Linked DNA regions of Rattus norvegicus: region 2 is linked to region 1. A link is a contact called in public Hi-C data. All regions are on one chromosome and are shown on one strand. Each heading gives the region's core, a stretch centred on a gene start, on an enhancer-like site or on the middle of the called end of the contact. The rest is flanking DNA. Distances are from core to core; before and after follow the strand shown.

Region 1 (5,578 bases), core at 2,934-5,433:
GAGTAAACACAATGGAACACATATCAGAGTCACAGGGATAACGAACTAACAATCTGTGACTCAGTCGCCATTGCCAGTATGATAAACCGTAAGCACCCAAACACTCTCCTTTTCTTAAATGACTTATTTTCACTTTATGTGCATTGGGGTTTTCATTGCATGCGTATTTGTGTGAGGGTGTTGGATCCCTTAGGACTGGAGTTAGACAGTTGTGAGCTGCCATGTGGGTGCTGGGAATTGAACCTCTTGGAAGGACAGCCAGTGTGTTCTTAACCACTAAGCCATTTCTCTAGCCCCTTAAAACAGTCTTTTAATGGATAATGAAAATCAAGAAAGAAATTTAAAACTTCCCAGTATAAAGACAAGGATAACTCACTGAAGAGAAGCCAAAGATACAAAAACTAGGGTTCTTTGTACCAGGACAGTGGTGTGCAGCTCTGGTTACAAGAGCAAGGTTATAACAACGACACTGACCAGCCAGAGCTGGTTTTCTCGTTGCATTAGATGTAGCCTCAGTCACTGAAGCTGTGATGATGCTAAGAGAAGGACGCTGCGGTGCAGACACAGAAAGACCCAACCCTTTCAATAACCTGACTCTTCCTCCTCAAGACAGGAAGTGTGCACACGTCTTCTCCTGCCACTCTCCTATCCAAAGGTTTGTACTACAAATTAGCATTTGTGTTTTCACTTGACAAGGCTCAGAACCTCACCATGAGGCGCTTTTATTTTCTCTTCAATGGTGACTAGAAATTCACTCATTTCCACTCAGGTTTACTCCTCTTTCCACTTAGTTTGTGAGGAATTTATTCCTGGGCCATAAGTTTTGTTTCGTCTGAGGCATCTTTTCTGTGCAACCAGCTCCTCTAACTTAGCAACGATTTGCTCCTCTTTGGTAAGGAACATCCCAGCGTAGCCAAGGGAACTCACATCTGCACTAAGCTCTGGGCTCCATAAGTGTCACTGGGCCCACCAGGTCGAAGGATTCTGAGAGCAGGGAACCCACATCCGCACCCAATGCTCAGCCGCACTTTCTGCACTTAGGTACTTGGGCAACAAGATTTCAACACTGTTTTGAGGTGACTGTCCTGCTTAGCCCTCCTCTGGCCTGGCCACACTGCCCTCCAGCAGCATCACGCTGGCCAATGGCTCCCAGTGGTTCTTTGAAGTTGACACCTGTCAGATACTTGGTGGCTTTTCAGATATGCATCTCCCAGCCCTGGGCCTCCTGATTTGCATGCCTTTTGGGGTTTTCTGGGTTAGGAGAGTAGCTATTTTCTTCTTAGGCCACTTCCAGGAAGAAGACGGTGACACTTTAAATGAATAGCTCAGGGCACTATTCTAGAAAAGACAAACCACAATACAAGCAGCAATAATTCTGGCCCCAAAGGGTCAACATCTAATTTCTTTCTCCTCACAAATTCCAAGGTTAGAGTTTTTGTCCCCTCTGTATTTGAGTAAGTCCAGAACCATCCGCCAGGATATTTGATAGTGAAGACTGCCGAAGGCTTGGTTACTTTTACAAAGAACAAATCGAGAGAAAAACACTTTTTTTCCAGAACCAGCCACATCTCAGGGTATCCTTCAGTGGCAGCTCTTCCTTTTCCCCAAGATGAATAAACACCACCGTCTAAACCGAAGTTGGTGCTTCACACAGGTATTCACAGAAGTTTGGGAGGCGGAGGCAGAAGGATGGCTTTGAGTCTGAGGTCAGTTTGAGTTAAGCCTGAGCTGTAGCGAAAGACCCTGTCTGAGTTAACCAGTTAATCTAAAACACAAAATAATAACAGAAGCACCTCCTTGTAACTTTAACCATTCTCCCCCAACACAGGTTCCAGATTTTTCTCTACCACAGTCAGTCTTTAAGGACAGAATTGTTTTCGAGTTGTGTTCTGGCCGCCTTGCCTCAGGATCGCCATGTTTCTTCATCCCACGAGGGCTGAGCAAACACCAAGTGTTACCTCAGAATGGAGGACACATTTGTGACAGAAACCAACCCTAGGCTGGTCTCACCCAGCACCTCGAGTAAGGTCAGACACAAAGCCTGCATTCACCAGATGCTTGCTGGGGCATTCTGCATGCACCGGAGAGCCAGAGGATGAAAACAGTGACTTCAGATGTGGTTTAACGTGTCTTAAGTGGTGCGTTCAGATACAGTGAAACAATTCCTGGCAGCTGGGGGAAAACACAACCTGAAGGCACTCAGGATGTACGGATCATGGAGAGTTTCGATGCAAGTCTCCTCATCCACATGGTAGGATGCTCTGACTGTGGGCCCTCCATCAGCCTACAGGTCCTCAGAGCAGGGAACCCTACATCTGCTCCTATGTTCAGCCACACTTTCTGCACTTTGATATGTGGGCAGCAAAACTTCAACACTGTTTTTAGGCCACTGTCCTACTTTACCCACCTTTAGCCTGGCCACACGACTGCCTCCAGCACCACAGTGGCCAATGGCTCCCAGTAGTTCTTTGAAGTGACACCTGTCAGATACTTGGTGGCTTTTCAGATATGAATCTCCCAGGCTTGAGCCTCCTGATTTGCATGCCTTTGTAGAGTTTTCTGGCTAATTTGTGGTAGAACCCTTTGGATCTCGTCTTAGTGTTTTATTGCTGTGCACAGACAGCACGACGAAGGCAACGCTTATAAGGACATTTAACTGGGACTGGCTTACAGGTTCAGAGGTTCAGCCCATTATCATCAGGGCGGGAAGCATGACAGTGTCCAGGCAAACAGGAGAAGCTGAGAGTTCTACATATTGTTCTGAAGGCAAACTGGAGAAGACCGGCTTCCAGGGAGCTAGCATTGGGGTCTTAAAGCCCACGCCCACGATGACACACTTCCTCCAACATGGCCACATCTACTCCAACAAGGCCACACCTCCTAACAGTGCCACTCCCTGGGCCAAGCACATTCAAACCATCACATATAAAATAGTGCAGGGAGAGGAGAGACTGCACCCTTCTCTTCTCGAGGAAGAAGAGGGTCCGGTTATTGGGGCTTCCAGTCTTCCTGTGTTGTTACGGTGTTTTTACATCTTTGCTTTTAGCATCCTCAGTAGCCTCGGTAATTGACCAAAAGTTCCTTCAGCAGGGGGCGGGCTTGTTGGGTTAATAAGCACTTGTCTAGCACATGAGAGACCTGGATTCTAGCCCTAGTACTGAAAAGGGAGAAAATGTTCATTGTTCATAAGGTTCAAATCTAACTATTCAGAAACAAAGCAAGGCACAGACTATGTCTCAGACTGCGACACCATTGACTTTAAATATTTTTATTTCTTAGCACATCATGTCCTCCAGTTACTAAGGAGCAAAGTACCTTAAAACATAGCTTGAAACAACCCATTTTTACTTGGCTCATAACTTGAAGCTCAAGAATTCAGAAACAGCTGGGCTGGACAATGCTGAGTCAGGGTTTCCCACGAAACTATAACCCTTCTCCAGGCGTGGCTGGAGTCTTCTGCAGACTCAGGTGGATGGCTGGCTGAGACAGCTCCCTCACCCTTCTCCTTGATGATAGGAACTGAGACCTTAGCCGGGCTATGGGCTAAAGTGGCTACAAGCGGCGTCTCCTACACGGGCATCTCTTTGAGGGAAGTTATATTTCTCCATGTCAGCCAGCCTCCCCAGAGCTAGTGTCCCAAGAGCAGTAGGCAGAATCCACAGAACCTTTTACAAACCAGTCACACACAGCTATGCCTGTCATGCTCTCTCAGAGGCAACCGGAGTATACATGGGCTGCCTCTCGTCTAGGGAGGGGACTTCCAGGATTAGAAGTTTGGTTTCTAGAGCGGAGGATTAAGCCCAGAGCTTAAACATTCTCTATCACATGTCCTTTTACTTACCCGCTTCCCTACTATGGCTACTAAAAAAATACAATAAAATACCAGAGTATGTGAAGAGGTAAATTTCTCAGTTTTTTTTTAATATGAAGAGGTGGTTGGATAAAAACTTTAGTTGTATTTTAGCTGTGAGTTCCCATGAGGGAAATGATGCGAATGCTTTCTTTTAATTAAAAAGGCTAAGCTTAACTAAGAGATCTTTCTTTAAACAAAAGAACCAGAGAACAGTTGTAAGACTTTGGACTCTCAAGCAACAGAAGGCTTCATTTGCCTGTGTGGGCTACCTGTGTCCAAGGGAGCTCTCAAGGTACACAGGGCCCTCCTCTGCTCAGCTCCTGGATGCTCTCGCCTGCTCCGGGTTCAAGCGCTGTCAGCAAGTGTGAGGGGTGAGAGGCCAGAGGGAAAGGAATAGACTAGACTCCATCTCTGGGTTCAGCTTTGGGTCAGATTCCAAAGGTCTGTCTTCTTTCTCTTTTCCCTACCAAGCAACCGTCCTCTAAAACGGGCTCTTTGGTTTGTTCTCAGGATGAGAACAACAGCTCCTCCAATCACATCATGATCCCGCCATATCTTTAAGTCACCACAGCAAAGAGGACAGTCCTACACTACAGGACATTGGACCACCGACTCCTAGCAATGCCCGGGGATCTCCAGACAAAGCTGGAGATTGTCCAACCCTGAGATGGTCAAGCCATTGGAGGAGGGGCAGCCCATCCACGGTTGTTGGACTGAAGACCCCAAGGTCCCTTCAGAAGCTCCTGTGAGTCTGTGAAATGGAATTTAGAAAGTAAAAGCAGAACTGAGGCATGCGGGGTGTGACTGCTCACTATCCTCCTTCCAAAACTGAGTCAAAGCAGAGAACATGGGATTCCGGATGGTGAGTTCCAGGATGACTCCAATGTCTACAGATTTGTGGAGCTGTACTGGAAGCTCACGGAACTGGGGTTGCCTTCCCAGCTGATGCCTTTGCCCTCTGATGCTCCTAAGGACACACACTTGGGAAGTCACACACGCTCAGTTCACAGCAGAACTTTTGCACAGTGACTCACATGATATGACTCTCAAAGTCATATTTGAGCATACTGTTTTATTTCTAATGGTTGGAACACAAACCAAGAATAGAATTGTGTGAGAATTCTGAGTGCTTGTGAGAAAAACTCCAAGAAAACAGGAAACTTGGGACCTCAGTTTCTTCAAAACACAGAACTGTTCTCGGAATGTGTTTTTGTGCTCTTCCTGGTGTAGCAGACAGGAGTGAGTTTCCTTCAGCTGCTGTTATTCATGTGTCTCTACGGAAAAGCATGTTTTTGCCATATGTGGCCTGTCCCTGTGATTGAATACCTCATTCGTGTGATTCTTCTTAACCCTCAGAGTCTAAACTGCCTGATACTCTGAATACAGTTGGCTATTACACGAGACTTCAGTCCGTCTCATTTCCAGGTGCCGCTCACTCTGAAGTGGAAACTTAAGGATTCTTTGGAAAGTCAGTTGGATGGTGTTCTTCTGGGGCAAACACATGAAGGAACGTTTAGTTTAAGTGGACATAGGTGAAAAACTAAGGGAGACTCCTGGAGGAACATTTAGCTGAAGCAGACACAGGAGAGAGGAAGTCCTGCTAAAGCAAGCACATGAAAAAACACGTGAAAAAGGATTCTTCATTAATAACACGCATGTATTAGTCCGCCTTACACTGTATACTTGAGCTCCATTTGTTGGGACACCATAGAGAGAAACACACCA
Region 2 (5,498 bases), core at 1,700-4,199, 44 kb after region 1:
GATGCCCACAGCCCTCCTCCTCCCTCCTTGCTAACTAGGCCCTTTAGCAGGCAATCATACCATCTCTTTCCAAATCTCTCCACAACCTCAGCTTCACACGCAAGGGTGGAAAGAGCTAAATGCTCTTTACGGAAAAGTCACCTCAGAGCCTTCTGGGGTGAGTGGCTTCTGCATCTGAGGCAAAGCTTTCCAGCACTTTCCAAAAGGATTGGAGATGGGCACTGGGAGCTCATTTACCACAGGGGTGGGGGGTATGGGGGAGGAATAGCCTGACTCCTTTCCAGATCCAGATGAAAGGGGATCCTTTCCTCCCTACTAAAAGCCCCTGATGGATCAGGCTCACAAACCATGTACTTAACCACAAAAACCAATGCAGTGGGACCCTGCACCACTCAGAAACAGTGTATCTGACACATGTGATGCAGGCACCACAAAGCTTACAGCCCAGTCTCCAATATCATTAGCACATCTTACCACTGGGCTCCGTCACTGGCTTAACACCGATTAAACAGTGGGACAAGAGACATCAGAGTATGAGGGAAGGTGCTAAGGGTTTAGAGTCAGAGAGATAAGGAAGAACTCAGGGAAGTGCTACTGGCCCAAGGCAAATTCCTGAACCTAGCTGTAGTTTCCTCAGGTGACAGAGCCTGTCAAGATTATGACATAATTCGTCCTGTGCAGTCTGCTATTATCTGGCCTACAACTATTAGTCATTACCGAAAATGGATCTCAGGGATTAAACGGTGACTCTTTCAGCGGAACAACATGTCCACTGCCTGTGAAAGTGGAAACCATATTTTCATCTCTTAGAAGTAACTAACCCGGGGTTGGGGATTTAGCTCAGTGGTAGAGCGCTTGCCTAGGAAGCGCAAGGCCCTGGGTTCTGTCCCCAGCTCCGAAAAAAAGAACCAAAAAAAAAAAAAAAAAAAAAAAAAGGAGTGGCTGGAAGGGGCATCATTTGGGATAGAATTAATTAATTAGTTATTTAAAAATAAGTAACTCTTCATAATAAAAAAGAGGCTAGAGTCATAGTACTGCCCAGATAACCTTAGGACAACTGGTTAACCCACAAGAGCCTTAAATGTTAAAAATGTGTAGCTTGGGTCAGAGGGACGGGTCCTTGAGTAAAAGGCAGCTGTTAGCAAGCCTGATACCTGGATCCCACGGGGGGGGGGGGGGGGGCTCCTAAAGTCCTCTAACCATCACACACCTGTATGCACACGCACGAGGTTGTGAACACACACACACACAATACATCTAAAATAGGAGACTTTTAAAAAATCTAGCTAATCAAACTACTATGATGTCAGTGATCATCTATATGCACAAAGCTCCCAGCAAACACCTTGATGGTTAGTGGGTGCTCATCAGCACGAGTTACTGCCATTTATTAATTTTCCCAATTAAAAAAAAAGAAAAAAAGATGAAAATCCAAACCAGCTGTGAAATCAATATTCTCGGATTATGAAGACGTTAACGTTTACTCATTCCATAAATGTGTAGTGTGTAGTGTGGGTAGGCTGCATTCTTAACACTGAGGATAGATAGACCGAGGAATAGGACCTGGGCTCTGTTTTCCCAGGACTTTGCATCCTAGCAGCGGAAGAAGGCTGGTAGATGGAAAAAGCAAGCAGATGACTCCAGGCAGCTTTAAGCACTGTGAAGAGCTGCAAACAGTGCAGTGTGGAGTTGATGGGGAGAATGGACATTTAGTTTGGATGCACTGCAATCTGTCTGAAGGTCTCCGGCGGCCAAAAGGAGGTCCTCACCTTCTATGATGCTTTAAGGGTTGAGTGTGCATGACCTAAAGTCAGACCTATGCTTGCCCGTCTCTGAAACCATCTTTTGCAGGTACAGCGTAAATAAAATACAGTACCTAAAGGTCCTCATCCAGTAATCAGATTCCTAGGACACTGCGACATCCGAGGGGGCTCCAATGCCCCAGCCCAGTACCCAGAGACAAGGTGAGAAACAACTTTATGTCCCTCTCAGCTCCAACAGTCTGGGAGGCACAAGGCTGGTTAAGAAGTGTCTGAAAGACACAAGACAATGCCACGGGCGACGCCAGAGGCAGCAAACGCCCGCTGAGTGCTTGAAGCCCCAAGGGAAGGGTGCTCTCGGTCCCAGTTTAGACACGGTGGAGCGCTGTGACCTGGCTGGGGAGGCGGAAGAGCGAGGTGCCTGCACCGCCGGGCTCCAAGCTCTCGGATGTGGTAAAGCCTCCCTCCTGGCCCAATTAAACAGGTTTCCTGTGCCTCCCGCCCCGGCACCGCGCCAGGCTGTGCCCGGGACAGCTCCTCTGCGCGGCATCCTCATGCACCCGCACGCAGGCTCCTAAGATCCTCTCCTTCCCGGTCCATCCCCGCTAGGCTGTAACTCCAGGATGAGCAACGCCAGAGTGCTTCATCACAGAAAACTGGCCCTTACACCCACCGCAGGCGACCTCCTAGTCTCAGGTCTGCCCCGTGGACCGGGGCTTCCAGGGATCACCACAGACACACTCTGAACCCTAGAGAATGGCTGCATCCCCGAACCTTCCCGGAGCCCCCACTACACCTCAACCCCAGCCTGGCGGACGCCCTGTTGCTCACCTGAGTGTTCACTGCTGGAGACACTGCTCGGTTCCCCTGTGCCTGCTTCAGACCGGGAAGGACACAAACCCGGTTTCTCGGGTCCCAAGCAAGTCTCAGCCGACGGCAGTTCCAGAACCAGCCGCAGGAGACTGGGGCGCCGAGCGCTGCTTGTCGACAGATGGTGGGCGGGAGCCCGCGCCCCGCACCAGTTCTCCTGGTGCTGGGGTCCCTGGTCCCGTGCCACTGGCCAGTGTGCGATCCGGCGACCAGTTCTCAATACTTTGCCTAGAACTTTAGGGCGCGCGCTGCCGGGCAATTAGCTGAAGAGCTGGGGCGAGGGGAGGGAGCTAGGAGGAGGAGCCTGAGTTCTCCACGGGGCGGAACAATATGAAAAGGGCGGGGGGCAGCAGAGTGGCTCCCACTCCCACCAATCAGGAGTCATCCGGGAAAGGCGGTGAGGCGTTGGACTTGGAAGCTGCAGGCGGATTCCGTGACGCCAGCAAGGGTTCAGGGCGTGTGCAGGGGCGGAGGGTGATGGTAGGTGTGGCTGGGCGGGGCAGCGGCTCCCAGCATCCCAGGGCTGTGTGCGCCCCTAGGCTCTTAGTAAATATTTTTTGAATGACTTAGGAGGAAGTTGAGGTTCGCGCAGAAGGAGCTGTTTTAAGGAGAAGATTCCAGGGGACTCAAGTAGTCCAACGGACAATAATCACCTGAACACTGAAAAGGGCTGAGAATAAAGGAGAAATGTGTGTGAGCCAAGGGGGTTAGGCACAAGATGTCTAAAACTGGGTTCGGACACTAGGGACCTGGCCCCCCAGAAGCAGTTTTCTAGATTGGAGAGGGGTTACAGAGGAGACAGGAGGGGAGAAAGGTGTTGTTGTTGTTGTTTTTGTTTTTGTTGTTGTTGTTGTTGTTGTTGTTGTTGTTGTTGTTACAGTCCCGGTTCATGAACTAGAAAAGAAGACACAATGTAGTTACGAAACGCAGGAGCATCTGGCTAGAGGTCCAGGCCCATCCGACTTCACTGCCCACTTGCCAGAATCCTAGCTTGGACGCCAGTCACTGATAATTTGAGGTCAATTTGCAAATCGCACATGAGTCCAGCGCCGCAGGTGGCCCGGTGGGCAGAGAATGATAAATGCCAGGAACAGATGGGACCCTGCACCTGCGGTAAAGGCACACAGGGTTTCTGCCCTCTCAGAACCTACATTTTAGAGAGGGAGCAGACGATAAACCAAAGAGAGTATACATACATACATAATCAGGAAAACGTTGGTGAACTGTTAGCACGGAGACAGTGCCATGCAGAGAGCTTTGGAAGGAATGGGTGATGGGAGTAGCCCCTGAAGGCCTCTAGGAGGACTTCCCAAAGTCCTCCCAAAAGAGGAAGAACTCGGCAGCTCTCAGGCAGTAGGAACTGCGGATGGTAAGAATTAAACCCCTTTAAGATCCATCTGGCCTTCCTCACCGAACTGGGCATGCTGACTCCTTTGGTTCAGCTGACACTCTAGATGTTCCAGAATGCCAAGTACATAAACCAGCCGCCGGCTACCAACCGCCACTGACATTGCCAGTCTGACCCTGAATTAATGTGTCTGAGGCTCTTTCCCACATCTATATAAACCACGTTTCATTCACTACATTTGGATATTCACTTTCTGGAACCTTCCACGGATACACTCTCTGGGACTGTCTGCTTTGGCTCTGGCAGGTGGCCAGGGAAGTCTGGCTAAGGCAGATTCTCTAAATGTTGTGAGCCCCTAGCACTTGGTTGGTGATCTTAGTATGAATGGTGCTGGGCTTCCTAAACTGCTGCAAACAGGAAGGAGCACCAACTGAGGAGCAGGCCTGAGGCACCTTGCCCACGCCCAGCTCAGGTGCCTGAGTCACACTCCCTTCTAGTAACTCTTTCTTAAGACATCCTCTCTTCCTCTTTTCCTCTCCCCACTTCCCGATCATCTTGTTGCATCTGGGTTAGCTTTCCTACAGGAGACGGACCTTTTATCCCAAAGAAATGTCTTTACTGCAGGGGAAGTCAACCTTTGGACTTTGTAAACTATGTTTATCATCTGCAGAGTTCATACTCCAGATTACACAATTACAGAACTACATATACATATATTTGTGTGTGTGTGTGTGTGTGTGTGTGTGTGTTGAGCCTAATTCATAGCTACCCGGAACCCAACGAGGTCAGAGCCTGCACCAAATGGCCTGGTAGCCAAAGGTTGGACAGAAAGCTATGGTTTTCTTGTTTAAACTGACATCCTTTCCTTGGATTTTTCTTCTCTTTCTCCCAAGCTGATGGTGTGTTCCTGTCAGTACTGAAGGCAGTTAATAAGTCAGGATGAGAGATTTGTTCATATTCAAACCGCCTTGCCTCCCAGGAAGAGGAATCTCAGCGAGTCTTTTCAGTTTCACTTCCTCTTCTAAATAAACTTCCAGGCGCTCTGCTCCTACCAATCAAGAGGGGAAAGATTAAAGTTGAAACCCACGCAGAGTTAATTATCTTGCAAAAGCTCGTTACCATTCCTAAAATTAGCTCCCCCCTCCCCGCAATCTTATTTTAGCGCAATGATCTGAATGTACTAGGGAAAGATCAATGGTTGCCTCGTAAGTTTCTAGAGTCTTCTTCTCTGAAGAGCTGAACAAATGGCTGTTGATCTTTCCAGAGGCTCTACCCCCTTGCAGTGTTTTTCTACATTAGCTTAATGCTTTTCTTCTTTTACATTTATCAATTGTGTGTGTGTGTGTGTGTGTGTGTATGTGTGTACATGCCACTGCATATATGTGAAGGTCAGAGAACAACTTGAAGAAGTTGGTTCTCTCCTCCCACCATGCGGGTCCTGGGGATCAAGCTCACGCTTAGTGGCAAGTGTCTTTACCCCATGAGACTCTCCCTAGTCTGACTGAATCCTTTTAGCCTCT

The links. Hi-C and Micro-C count contacts between places; a contact is called where the count stands out from the background.
Region 2: a contact with region 1 is called in a Hi-C map of kidney, with 1.8 times the contacts expected there. The contact joins the promoter of Osbpl3 here to the enhancer-like site in region 1. A contact is called at or near these places in 2 of 12 Hi-C or Micro-C datasets (frontal cortex and kidney).

The regions. Positions count from the first base shown.
Region 1 is chr4:80,806,193-80,811,770 of GRCr8, forward strand. The region is part of intron 2 of Osbpl3 (oxysterol binding protein-like 3); the gene reads right to left. Among named protein-coding and RNA genes, the nearest start is that of Osbpl3, 45 kb to the right of the region's middle. Within about 2 kb of position 4,184, at least 1 of the 93 cell types and tissues checked has an H3K27ac peak or open chromatin away from gene starts, as enhancers often do. A contact at or near this core is called in kidney, where this site is marked.
Region 2 is chr4:80,851,220-80,856,717 of GRCr8, forward strand. It overlaps Osbpl3 (oxysterol binding protein-like 3), which reads right to left and starts at 2,950. Exons shown (of 24, transcript NM_001427811.1): 1 at 2,592-2,950. LOC120102268 (a long non-coding RNA gene) reads left to right here and starts at 2,995. Exons shown (of 4, transcript XR_005503558.2): 1 at 2,995-3,110.